2 separate regions of the Mus musculus genome follow, and region 1 is linked to region 2. A link is a contact called in public HiChIP or PLAC-seq data. All regions are on one chromosome and are shown on one strand. The core of a region is the stretch at or near the end of the contact, and the rest is flanking DNA. Distances in the headings are between cores, read along the strand shown. Region 1 overlaps Syne2 (spectrin repeat containing, nuclear envelope 2). Region 2 holds the start of Syne2 (spectrin repeat containing, nuclear envelope 2).

Evidence for each region. HiChIP or PLAC-seq counts read pairs in DNA pulled down with a chosen protein or histone mark.
Region 1: a FOXA1 HiChIP or PLAC-seq map of pancreatic cancer cells shows a contact between it and region 2. The contact joins the enhancer-like site here to the promoter of Syne2 in region 2. A contact is called at or near these places in 1 of 39 promoter capture datasets (the 3T3-L1 cell line), 4 of 484 Hi-C or Micro-C datasets (the N1E-115 cell line, extraembryonic endoderm stem cells, nephron progenitors and 1 more), 8 of 115 datasets of contacts at active chromatin or transcription factors (acute myeloid leukemia, embryonic stem cells, pancreatic cancer cells and 1 more) and 3 of 9 other capture datasets (adipose tissue, embryonic stem cells and macrophages).

The regions. Positions count from the first base shown.
Region 1 is chr12:76,002,934-76,009,209 of GRCm38.p6, forward strand. Syne2 (spectrin repeat containing, nuclear envelope 2) reads left to right here. Exons shown (of 116, transcript NM_001005510.2): 62 at 1,643-1,834; 63 at 2,440-2,514; 64 at 5,198-5,311; 65 at 5,892-6,008. Among named protein-coding and RNA genes, the nearest start is that of Mir5101, 97 kb to the left of the region's middle. Within about 2 kb of position 1,933, at least 68 of the 459 cell types and tissues checked have an H3K27ac peak or open chromatin away from gene starts, as enhancers often do. A contact at or near this core is called in adipose tissue, embryonic stem cells, extraembryonic endoderm stem cells and 1 more, where this site is marked.
Region 2 is chr12:75,815,358-75,821,380 of GRCm38.p6, forward strand. Syne2 (spectrin repeat containing, nuclear envelope 2) reads left to right here and starts at 2,961. Exons shown (of 116, transcript NM_001005510.2): 1 at 2,961-3,121. It overlaps Gm40447 (collagen alpha-1(II) chain-like), which reads right to left and starts at 4,271. Exons shown (of 7, transcript XM_011244246.1): 1 at 4,140-4,271; 2 at 2,552-3,994. The coding sequence starts at 4,271. The coding sequence ends at 2,726.

The DNA.
Region 1 (6,276 bases), core at 683-3,182, 190 kb after region 2:
GAATTTATCCTAATGGCTGTGGTACTGCTTTTGTTGGGGAGCCTATGACTCTCCTATTGAAGTTTAGTGTTTATTGAAAGTGGAACATGAAACAGTCAACTCAGAGTTAACTCTGCTAGTAGAGAACTCTCCGAGCAGACAGAATACGGGTATTAGTTTAACGATAAATGTCAGAACCCAGGAGTCTTAGGGAAGCCCGAGGTTGGCCCTGCCACACGAGCTGCACCTTGGCAGAAATTGCCTTCTTTCTCTTGTCTTCAGAACTCTCTCTTGTTCATAGTGACATGTTACTTTCTTGGGCATAAAATCTAGTGACTTGGGGACTCAGGAGGTAGCTCAGTTGGTGTCTGTGCTTGTTGAATCTCATTTCAATTTCCAGAACCCATATGAAAGCAAAACAAAGAAACACCAGTATTGTGGCATGTGCTTGTAATCTCAGCCCTGGGGTGAGAGAGGCGGGCGCTGGACTTGGTGGTCAGTAAGCATAATTCACTTATTGGGTTCTAGCAAGGAAGAACCTGTTTCAAAAAAATAAGATAATGGGCTAGGTGTGGTAGCACATGTCTTTAATCCCGGCACTCAGAAGGAAGAGACAGCCAGATCTCTGATTCTGAGACTAGCCTGATCTACATAGTAAGTTCCAAGCCAGTCAGGGCAAGTAAGACCCTGGGTGTTTGTTTTTAAGGATGGATAGTTCTGAGGTTGACCTATGACACTCATGTGCACACGCATCCATTTTTATATATACATACAAAATTTAGTGAATTTAAGAATATTGACTAGTAGCCAGGCGTGGTGGCGCACGCCTTTAATCCCAGCACTTGGGAGGCAGAGGCAGGCAGATTTCTGAGTTCGAGGCCAGCCTGGTCTACAGAGTGAGTTCCAGGACAGCCAGGACTACACAGAGAAACCCTGTCTCAAAAAACCAAAAAAAAAAAAAAAAAGAATATTGACTAGTGAGGGATTTTAAGGAATACATTAGAAACACACTTGTATGAGTGTTTGTACTTAAGACAAAATTAGGAGCCACATGCACACTAAGCAAGCAAGCAAGCAGTCTGCTGCTGAAGCTACACCCCAGCTAGGGGGATATTTGGAATGAATGCTGGCTTTCTGAAGAGGTGCTCAGACAAAGGGTACTGGAGAGTCAGGGTAACTGTCACCCACAATTCCTATAAAACCTAAGGTTCTATAATTCTATCACCCGAATGGGCAGACAGTGGGCTTTTCCATATCTAGGAAAACTTACTTGCATATAATAATATTAATCTTAATAATCTCCTGGGGAAACATGGGAACAGGTACCTGTAATATTCTGTGCGTAAAGTGGGAAGTATGTGTTCATCAAAGTACAGCCTGGTGGTTCTTGGCCCGGGGGATCTGGTTCTGTGAGTCCTGTGGTTAGCTACTACGGCCCTGGCTCCCCACCCTGGCTGCACATCAGTCGCCTGTGGACCTTGTTACAAGTTCTCATGCTTTGTTCAACCCCCAGATGCTAGGCTTTACAAGGTCTGTGAAGTAGCTACGGGGTCCAGTAGCCTTGGACCAGGACATCCCTTGTACTGAAGGAAGCTGGCTCCTGGGAGCATCCAGAAGCCACTCTGATTTCTCTCAAATGATGCCCACAACTCTTTCTGAACAGGGAGAGATGGAAAGGTTGGAAAAGCAGATTCTGAATCTAAACCAGAAGAAGGAGGATCTGCTAGTGGACTTGAAGACTGCTGTACTGAACCTTCATGAGCACCTGAAACAAGAACAGCAAGAAGTAGGAGACAAGCCCTCTGCAGGCGCCTCCGAGTGTACAGTGGCCGAGAGGGATGCTTCAGAAAGGAAGGTAGGTGTGGCTTTCACTTAATTCTGGCCCCACATTCCATGGGAGAGCAAACAGCCTATGAGATAACTCTTTCCAGAGCAAAGGAATTTTTTTTTTCTTTCTTAAATGGAAATACTCCACTTGAGGTTGTTTACTACTGAGCACAAATCTTCCGGGTGTGTCTGCCCTGAACCCAACCCAGAATTCTTATGCCTGAGTTACCTAAAACACACTTATGAAATTCCCCGAGCAGATGGGAGGGAACCTTTGAAGTATCAGCCTTAGAACAGTCATCTTACTGAAGACTCAAAGTGGTCCCTTGCCTGAGACCACTGTGAGTCCACAACCGAGAACTGCACTCCAGCTCTTTGGGGGCGGGGCCGTAAGGATCATGCAAATGAGGAGGCACCACAGGAAAGGGGGTGGGGCCTCGAGGATCATGCAAATGAGACTCTGCAGGCTGGACTTAGCTGAAGGACTGAAAGGCATGAGGCCCCAGAGACTTTGGGCGTTGGTGGACAGATTGGACAATGCGTGAAGATTTAGCTACATAGAAATGCAACCAGGCCACGTTGTGATGCTGGTCCACATCCTGACTGCAAATGCTCCCGTGCTGTGCCTTTCAGCTGAGCAGAACAAACTCCATGTCTTTCCTGCCAGTGGTCAAGGAGGAGGCCGAAGAAAGCTCCGTGAAGAGCGAAGTAAGGCAAAACTTTTTCTCCTTTTAAAAAAAAAAATATTTATTTTATTGTTTTTGGACTATCTGTGTTGGACTAGGGATGGGGGCGGGAAACATACACAGGACATGAAGCTAGGTCCCTTCAGAGGCCAGGGTGTCTTATCCTCTTGAACTGGATTACAGATCTCAGGATGGGTGCTGGGAATCGAACTCAGCCCCTGCAAGAGCAGTACATTAAAAACCCTGAACTGCTGAGCCATCTCTCCAGCTCCCAGGAAAACAGTTTTGCTGTTTGAACTGGCTAGGACCAGATCTCTAAGTGAATGTCAGAGAAAACATATGAAAACCTAAGGCTTTTAAAGTTAATGTTAATTTTTAAACTTTTTAAAATCAAGACTGCAGTACTTACTCAGTTATTAACATTGTTAAGTTCATCTAAGTCCATTTTGCCCTGGAGGAGGGGCATTTGCTGGTGCAAAGGAGTCCCCTGTCAGACACAGACTTCTGAATTCCTCCTCTGGGACTTTGAGAGTATTTGGCTTGGGGTGTGTGTGTGTGTGTGTGTGTGTGTGTGTGTGTGTGTGTGTGTTGTTTTTGGTTTTGTTTTGTTTTTTTAGCTAATTATTTTGCATATTTGAGACATGTTTTTGTTTTAGAGTAATATTATCAAGGACATGAGTTGTGTCTGCCACTAATGTAGCTGATTCTTAGTGCTTCATTGTAACTGGTTGAAAGCAACTTGACCTTCTTGGTATCAATTTCCATCTCATACTTGTAACACTAAGGCTTATACTCAAAGATGAAGCTGGCAGCAGCCTGTGGCTTATGTGACTCAGGTGGTTTTTTTGCTCATTTTGTAGATTCTTCCATGGCTCCGTTGTCACACAGAGCAGACACTTTGTTCTATTGAGTGTCACTAGAGCATGGAGTTGCAGGGTGAGGGTGACAGTTTGCTTTGCGCTCTGACCACCAGACAACCTCAATTCACAGTCTGAGGACCCAGGGCCCAAGCAAAGAAAACACACACACACACACACACACACACACACACACTACCGTTTCAGACATTCACATGCTCCTGAGACACACAGTGGAGTACCTAATGCTTCAAATTAACATATATTTCTGTACAAACTCTTATTTTTGTGTGATAAGAACATCTAGCCTCTGTCTAAGCAATTTTCAAGTGTATATGTCATCTAATGCATTTCTTGGTTGTTATCCTCCTGCCTAACTGAAAATTTGCATCCTTGATCAAAGTCTCTCTAATCGTCCTCTATCTATCCACTGTACCCTGTTTTATGCTATGTCTTGACAACTTCAACTTTGTTACATTTGACATTTAAGTGATGCCATGGCGTGATTGTGGTCCTGTGCCTGGCTTAGTTATCTCACTTAAGCTAATGTTCTCTGGTTCCTCTGTGTTACTACAGATGACAGAATCCCCAGGGGTTTGTTTTTGTTTGTTTGTTTGTTTGTTTGTTTGTTTAAATGGTGAAATGGTATTGCATTGGGTATATCCACCACATTTTGTTTTGTTTTGTTGTTTAGACAGGGTCTCACTATGCAGCCCTGCCTGGCCTGGAACTCACTCTGTAAACAAGGCTTGCTTCCACCTCACAGAGACCCACCTGCCTCTGCCTCGCAAGTGCTACTGAGGGCACGTGTGCCACTACACTTGGCAGATACACATTTTCTTTAGCCATTCATCTACTGACTGACACTAAGGTTGAATCCTTGACCTGTTGTTGTGAATGATGCTGCGGTGAGCACTAGAATACAGACGACTCTTCTACAAGCTAACCTTTGGACATGTGGCCTGTGGTGGAATTGTGGAAGCATGTGGTGTTATAGTTTAGTTTTTTGAGATGCCTCTGTGCTGTTCTCCATTTGTAATCCCGAACAGTACCCATGAGTCTATTCCTCCACATCCTTTCCAGCGCTAGGAATTTTCCAGCTCTTTGACTAAAAGCCATTATGAGAGATGTGATGTCTGTTAGACTTTCTCATTCATATGTATTCATTTATTCATCATTTTGCAGCACTGTGGATTTAGCCCCAGATTAACCTCTCACGTGCTAGATAAGAACTCAAATCACTGAGCCAAAGCCTTGGTTTAACTTGTCTTCCCGCAGTTAGTGGACTTGAGCAATTTTTTTTTCTTACACCCAACAGACTTATTTTTGAAATATCATCCAAGATCACATTTACTAAAACAGATTAAATTCTGAAACAACTTTTATAAATCCCCTGTGTGGGACATGAACATATTACTCTTTAGTAAAGAAAATTAAGGGGATTTTTTTTTAGGCTCAAGAAAAGCATTCACAGGGCTGGTGAGATGGCTCAGTGGGTAAGAGTACCGGACTGCTCTTCCAAAGGTCCGGAGTTCAAATCCCAGCAACCACATGGTGGCTCACAACCATCCGTAACGAGACCTGATGCCCTCTTCTGGTGTGTCTGAAGACAGCTACAGTGTACTTACATATAATAAATAAATAAATCTTTAAAAAAAAAAAAAGAAAAGCATTCACAGTTGGAGACATGATTTAGTGTGAGAAATACAACTGACGTGGGGTAGAAGGGAGAGTAAGACCTGCAGCAAACTTGCCCAGGAGGCTGAGTCTTGTTGGGAGGAGCTGAGTAGGAGTCCAGTTATGGAAAGGAGATATTTCTCTTTGCTAACCAATTGAACACTGTCTTAGGATGGACGTAGGAGAACAGAGCCACCGTCCGCATCCTGGTCTTTTCTGGGGAAACACAGCAAGGACCTGGAAGGGGATGGGGCATCCTCCTCCTCCTCAGCCACCATCGTGCAGGTAACTAGGGAAGTCACCCGTGGGGCTTGTCGGAGCTCCTCAGTGTCTTCCCATGCCCCTCTCTGTTCACCTTACCCCCAAGCCTTCAGAGTAGCCCATCCGAAGACTGAAAATGAGAGACAGCAAATCAGAGGATTCGTTACAAAGAATGATTAGATCAGGAAATGCTTCCACCAATTTTATTTTTGACAAAGTTGTACACATTGAGGGCATACAGCACGATGCTTTGAATATGGGTCCATGTATCAATCATGAGTATATTGAGGACAGTTTTTTTAAAAATCGGTAATTTTTAAGTAAATACTTTGTGGCTATTCATGAAGTGTTGCCTTTCCTTGCCTAGTCCTTCCTTGCTTTTTTGTTTTGTTTTGTTTGACAGGACCCTATACATGTATGGCTGACATAAACTCACACAGGTATATACACCTGTATACATGTACAAATAATAAGGTTAAAAAAAAAACTTTTAAAAATAGCACACCTGACTTCCCCTGGGAGCAGGGTGTCTGTAAAAGCGCAGATGAGGAAGAGGCCCCTCCTGGCAGCAAGCCTGGCCAGGAACTGATTTTGTTCTCCACAGGATGCAGATGGGAGAATTAGCACCTGTGACAGCTCCATGGTGCATATCATTGCCCCAGACTCGGGAAGCACCGAGGAAGGACCAGCACCATCCCCGAGGCTCAGCCAAACAGACGAGGTGAGTCCTCACCTGTCGACGACAAGCCGGGCTGCTCAGATTCCCAGAGTGGCACCCAGGCTTGCCCGTGGCCATCTGATGTCTGTGATGCTGTGTGTGTTGAGCGAGACGTTCCCTGTGAAGGCCAGCATCCTCATGAATGCTGTCAACCCCTGTCCCACTGCAAGCTTGACCACCCGCTGTTGACTTTTCCATTGTCAGCCTGAAATAGTGTTTAATCTGTGTGTATAACACGCAGGGGGTGGTGAAATGGAGACAAGCACTTATT
Region 2 (6,023 bases), core at 1,711-4,210:
AGGAGTCTCTGCTGAACTTTATAGTGGTGCATTCAGCTCCTTTAATGATATGAAGATGGCCAACTCTTAGGAGTTCCTCAGACCATTGTCTTTGTCAGAGGTCTTGGTTTACCTACTCCTCAGTGTGTTGGTGCTACCAGAATGTCTTCAGCTGTTCTCACTGCAAACCATAAAGTGCTTGTGTGCCAGATCGCATACGTACTTTCAGTTTGGCCCCTTTCTGAACTGGCGATTGAATCTAGGGCTTCATATATTCTAAGCAAGTGCTCTGCCACCACTGAGTTATCTCCCTGGTTCCAATTTGTAGTCTTCCAGGTGGGTTCTTGAGACCAGTGAGTCATTCCCAATAAATACAGAACTTTGATGTAAACAAAAGCGAAGAGAGAGCCAGCGATGCAGCCCAGTTGGAAGATGACTTGCCTGGCAAGGACGAAGCCCTGGGTTATGTCCCTAGTGCTATATAAATCTGGGTGTGGTGGCTCATGCCTGTAATCTCAGCACTCCAGAGGTGTAGGTTTCTTGGGAGGAAGTAGGCCTGGCAGGTTCACTGATCATTTTTCCCAGAGAGGGAAGGAAAGGAGCTCTGTTTACAGGCTCCTTGTTGTGCACAAATGATGTAGGTGTGGTTGTTTGGTCGGCTTAGCGTTACAGCTTTAATTTTCACTTCAAAGCGAAGAGGATCTATTCTAGCGATCCCACCACCAATCTTACTCTCAGATTTAAAGTAGCTATTAATTTCACATCCAAATTGGTATGCCAAGAGAAACCACGGGTAATTAGAAGGATCTAATTGGAAATACTGTAGAACATTCTGAAACATTACATTCCAGGCTCTCGACTGCTGTAGCAGGATTTGGGCCAGCCATCCTCTCACTCTAGGGGCGCAGAGCATGGATGCCTAGAAAGGAGCAGTAATCAGGAAATTATTTCTCACAGTTTCTCCTGACATGGCTGCCATGATGATCTGTAACATTTGCTGTGAAGAAAGCAACAAATACAGAATGACCAGAGAGCAATTAGAGGCTATGCTTTGTAGGTGGTTCTATAAATCCTGAAGCCAAACCCCGAAGTCTTCTAGACACTGGCTCTGTGATTTCAGAGAAAGTGACTCTGTGATTAAAAAGGAAAGACTCTTCTTGTTTTATGGAACATTGTTGTATCCATATATAGAGAGACACATATATGCATATATGTGTATATATGTATATGTAATATATATATATATATATATATATATATATATATATATATATATATATTCCTGACTGCAATTTCCCCTCCCCTCCTCCCTTCTCCTCCCAGTCCCTCCCCCATCTCCCCTCTGCCTGTAACTATTCCTCTGTGTTTCTCTTAAAAAAGGTCAGGGTTTCCTTGGATACCAACCAAACATGGCATATCAAGTTGCAATAAGACTAGGCACCTCCACTTGTATTAAGGCTGAATGAGACAACCCAGTAGGAGAAAAAGTGTCCCAAAAGCAGGCAAAAGAGTCAGAGTCAGCTCCTGCTCCAACTGTTAGGACTCTGACAAGCAGATCACGCTGCAAACTATAAATACATATATATATTCTACAGCATATAATTCATATATAATATGTGATAAATAATATAATTCTATATATTTATTTTGAAATATATATATTTGAAAAAATATTTTTTGAGAAAGTCTTTTGTACCCCATCGTGGTCTCAGACTTGCTATGTGGCTGAGGCAAGCCTTGATTTCCCAATCCTCCTGTCCCCACCTCCTGAGTGTTGGATTACAAGTGGGCACCATCACTTCATGTTTATATGAAGTGCTGAGGATCAAAGCTAGGCAAGCAGGCTACCCACTGAACCACACCTCGAGCTCCGCCCACCAAGCCATTACGGGATGCATAGCAAATAGTCTAAGAACTTGGAAGGTCAGAGTGAACCTAGAATACAAGAAATGCCATGCAGATATAGTACGGCGAAAAAAGACAATAAAGCATGTATTTTCACAGTTTACTTGTGTCACCTCAATACTCGCAGAGAGGAGAGTGTGGATAGAATTAAAACCTACGTTTCCCGGAAACATGGATTAGCTGAACCCACTGTCGTCAAACTTTTAATCTTCGACCCTTACCATTTAATTTGGGCCATCAGTAGCGCACTAAGCAATCCAGATAAGATTCTGCAGCTACACAATATGCATGAGGCGGGACTTGCATGAAGTTAAATTTGATTGCGATAGAAACTCAGGCCACTGCCTCTTTGTGATTTAACAGTGAAGTGATGCGTTGGTGTCTGACTTCAAGAGTCTTAATACTATAACAGCGACTCGAAACGCGAGTGGGAGTCAGGTGATGTCATCCTGAGTTCACAGGATTGAGTAATTTGCTGGAAAATCCAACTGACACCTACAGGACAGATTCCCAGGGACCCACTTTCTCCTGAATGTCGTTGTTTGAGGCGGCTCTCCTCAGCCCATCCTGCAGGCTGGCACGCGCGGGGCGGGGGGGGGGGGGACAGGGAAATAGGGTGGGGGGTGTCACTTATCTGCATTGTTAAATAAGCACCTCCTTATCTTACCTCCGTAGGTGAGGTCGAGGTCTGGGCTTCCTGACACTCTTAAGAAGCCGATGAAAAGTCCATGTTTCTCTAAGGCTCCACCTGGGTTCAAGGACCGGATCGCGGTCGGCTCGCTGATTTGTAGATCTAGGCATCCACCCACCGTGAAGAAGTGAAACCCGCCTGAAAAGTGTTCTAGGAGAGTCGGCCTCCCCTTTGTCTCCAGCTGCGGGTAGGCACGGAGGCGGAGGCTCGTGAACCTGCGTTCGGAGTTAGTTCCTCACTCCCGCCACCTGCAAGGGTCTGTAAGGCGGAGGGAAAGTTGCGGTGGCCGCAGGGAGGCGGCTCCGCCCCCAGTGCGCTGCTCCGGGCGGCGGCGAGCGCGGGACTGGGCGGGCCGGGAGGGCGCGGGGCGTGGTCTGTAGCCTCCAGTCCAGAGCGGAGCGCGCTCGGCTGCGCCGCAAGCCTTCGGCCGCACGGAAGAGCGAGCGGGAGAGCGATCGAGGGGCGCCATCGAGGCAGCGAGGCGAGGGGGGCGCGGAGTAGGTCGGGTCGAACTCCGGCCCTCGCCTCCCGGCCGGGCAGACAACGGTGAGCGCAGCCGCGGGGGGCTCCGCGCCCTAAAGCGCCCTGCGAGAGCGGGAGGGCGGGGAAGAGGCGGGCACGAGCCCTGCGGAGTCCCCAGAGCCCAGCGGGGAGCCCGGGGGGCCCACGGGAGTCTCTGGATGCCCGGCTCCCAGCTGGGCCGTGGGAAACTTCACCCGGGAGGGGACAGCGGGGCGCGCGGGGCGCTGTAAACTTAGCGGCGGGCGGGGCACCCTGGGGATCGCGGCGAGCGCCAGCGATTGGCGTTGGTGTCCCGGGCTTCTTTGTGTCACCTCCGGGCCCGGCCCGCGGGTGCACCCAGCTCGGCCCCGGGACTCCCCACTGTCCCCCTATCCCGGTCCAGGCGGGCGCGCTCGGCTGATTGTTTGCATTCCTCGCGTCACGCCTGGGCGGGAAAGATTTCGAACCGGGTGTTAGAACACTGAAGCCGCGGCGCAGAGATTGCAAAACCACGGGCGGCGGGAGGCTAGCCCCGGGGACCGGAGAACCTGCAGCCGGGGCGCACACTGTGGACAGGACGCGGGACCCTTGCGTTGGAAGAGAAGAGGCGGGCGCGGCGGCCCTGAGTCTCGGCGGGCGGAGAGGGGGCGCTGGGACCGCGGGGATTATAATTCCATTTTGATCGCTTGCGGTCTTTGTTGTCTGTACAATTGCCTTTAGGGTCTGACGGTAGCACCTGGTCCTCCTTACGGTCTCTCTCTTGAGGTCTGAAAAGATGCCCAGTGTGGGAGGGGGCCCGTGGATTGCATCCAGGGCTGCTGGCCACAGGAGCCGCTGCCTGAGATGGAGGTGGAGAAGTCCAGTGTAACACTTGCCTTTGTGGACGCGCCTTATTTCCGAAAGTTGTTTTCCCCTCCCCTAGTGGAAGGGAGCGTCGGGACGGAGTGGCAGCAGGCGCGGTTGTGCACAGGCACCATGTAGTAGCTCGAGGCAAACCGGGGAGGCTCTCAGTAACCGTGGGACTTAACAAATGTTTGAAAAGTTTTATTTGAAGCAACTCCACCTGCTTCCCTAAAAGTTTCCATCCCCCAAAGCTCTTGCTGGAGGTAATTCTGTGGCTGAGCTCGAATGTTCGGGTGGGGGCACAGTTAAGCAGACCTGGCCTCCTCGCAGCTCCCGTTCCAGTAAACGCCATCATGGGAGAAGGAGCATTCGGTTTTTATGGCCTAGGATTTTTGACGTGTTTACACGCTTCAACGCATGACTGGGGCTCCAGTTTTCTTTCTGGAAAATTCTCAAGACTTCCAAAGGCTTTCCCTGCGGTGGCTACTGTGTGGCCTCTGTCCTGCCTGTCAGCTGCCTCCTCCTCTGCAACACCCCCCCCCCCACACACACACACTCGGGGTGGTGGGAACAGGTGTAATACACATAAAGTTTTATTAGTGAAGACGCTGGCGAAGATAAAAATGAGTAAACCTTGGAAGGGTTTTGGTCTTTGCCTACCTAGTTGAGTTAAAAAGCTTCTTCCATTTGGTTTTGTTTGGATACAGGGTCTCTGGTAATCAAGGATAGCCTTGAATTTGTTACATAATTGAACCTGGCTTTGAGCTCCTTATTCCAGCCCAGGTGCTGGAATTACAACTTTCAGCCACCAGTTCATGATTTAACAGCTTCTATTTGAATGTTTAAAAATCCCAAATTAAACCACTTTGGATCAACTTATCTGATACAGTAAGAGTCTCTCTCTTTAAAAAAAAAGAGTAAGTTTACCCACTTAGAAATGTTATTAGCGTTTCAATGGACTCGGGCTAATGGTGTTGCTGGATACTGCCTGTGTTTACAGGGCTGAGTCACAGGGGGTTGAGTCTTGTGTGCCCTCAGTAGCACCAGTGAAAGTTTACTGGAGGATTCAAAGCAGAATAGGTCCCATTCTAGCAACTGCCAGGGACGAAAAGCTACTTATCATTTATTGGCTGTGACTCATCATGTGTCTAAGTAGCGATTTCCAGTAATTTCACAAACATTCATATCTGCCAATAGGCTCTTGCAATGTGCCAACCACTGGGCTGGACACTGGGAGACCCAAATAATACAAGTGGTCATTCGTGAGGTGCTTATTGTGAATGTACGTATAGCCTGTGGTTATCTTGCTCATCCGTAAGTATTTATTGAGTATGCAGGTTGCATTGTGCTAGAGGTGAGGGCATTGGGGAGACTATAGAGTGCTAGGTGTGGGGACTCTAGAGTGGACAAGGCAGCTGGGGTCACTTCCTTTATATACTGGAGAAAGTAGGTGGAAAATAAAATACATTATCAAACTAACAGCTCGCTTTGTACTTTATTTGCTTATCTACTAAGGATTAAACTCGTGACTTCATTTACGTTCTCCCAGTGAGATATACCCCAGCCCCTTTCTATTTCATTTTGAGACCAGGATTTGTCAAGTGGCCGCAGGCTGGCTTTGAACTTGTTTGGGATCTCCCAGTGTGCTCCACTGTGTCCAGTTTAATCATGGTGTTTGAAGCGTAAAGTACATAACCTCATACTCCTGTTCTGAACCCTCTAACTGCCCTTCTGGGTCCCTCTGGTGGGCACAGACCTGCGGGGGGCTCCTGGAGCCACACCCCTTCCGGTTTCTGGTCCTTCATCCTTTTACCCATCCCATGTCACATCTGCTCTCTCCTCGCCTTGCCCAAGTGTCTTAGGTACAGCAGCTTTCTTGCTGCTAAGGGTCTTTGCTCTGCCTGAGATGTGGTCCCTTCACTGCTATCCTCATTGTAGCCTCCATCCATAGCTCAATGCGATTGTCTCAGTGACTCCCAGGTTTAAAAAATCACACCCTAGCAACTCCCATTCTTCCTTCATAAGTTTTGTCTCCATTGCACCTATGGCTGCCTAATGTATAATGCATCCCTCACTAATTTATAATTTGTTGTCTCGTACTAAC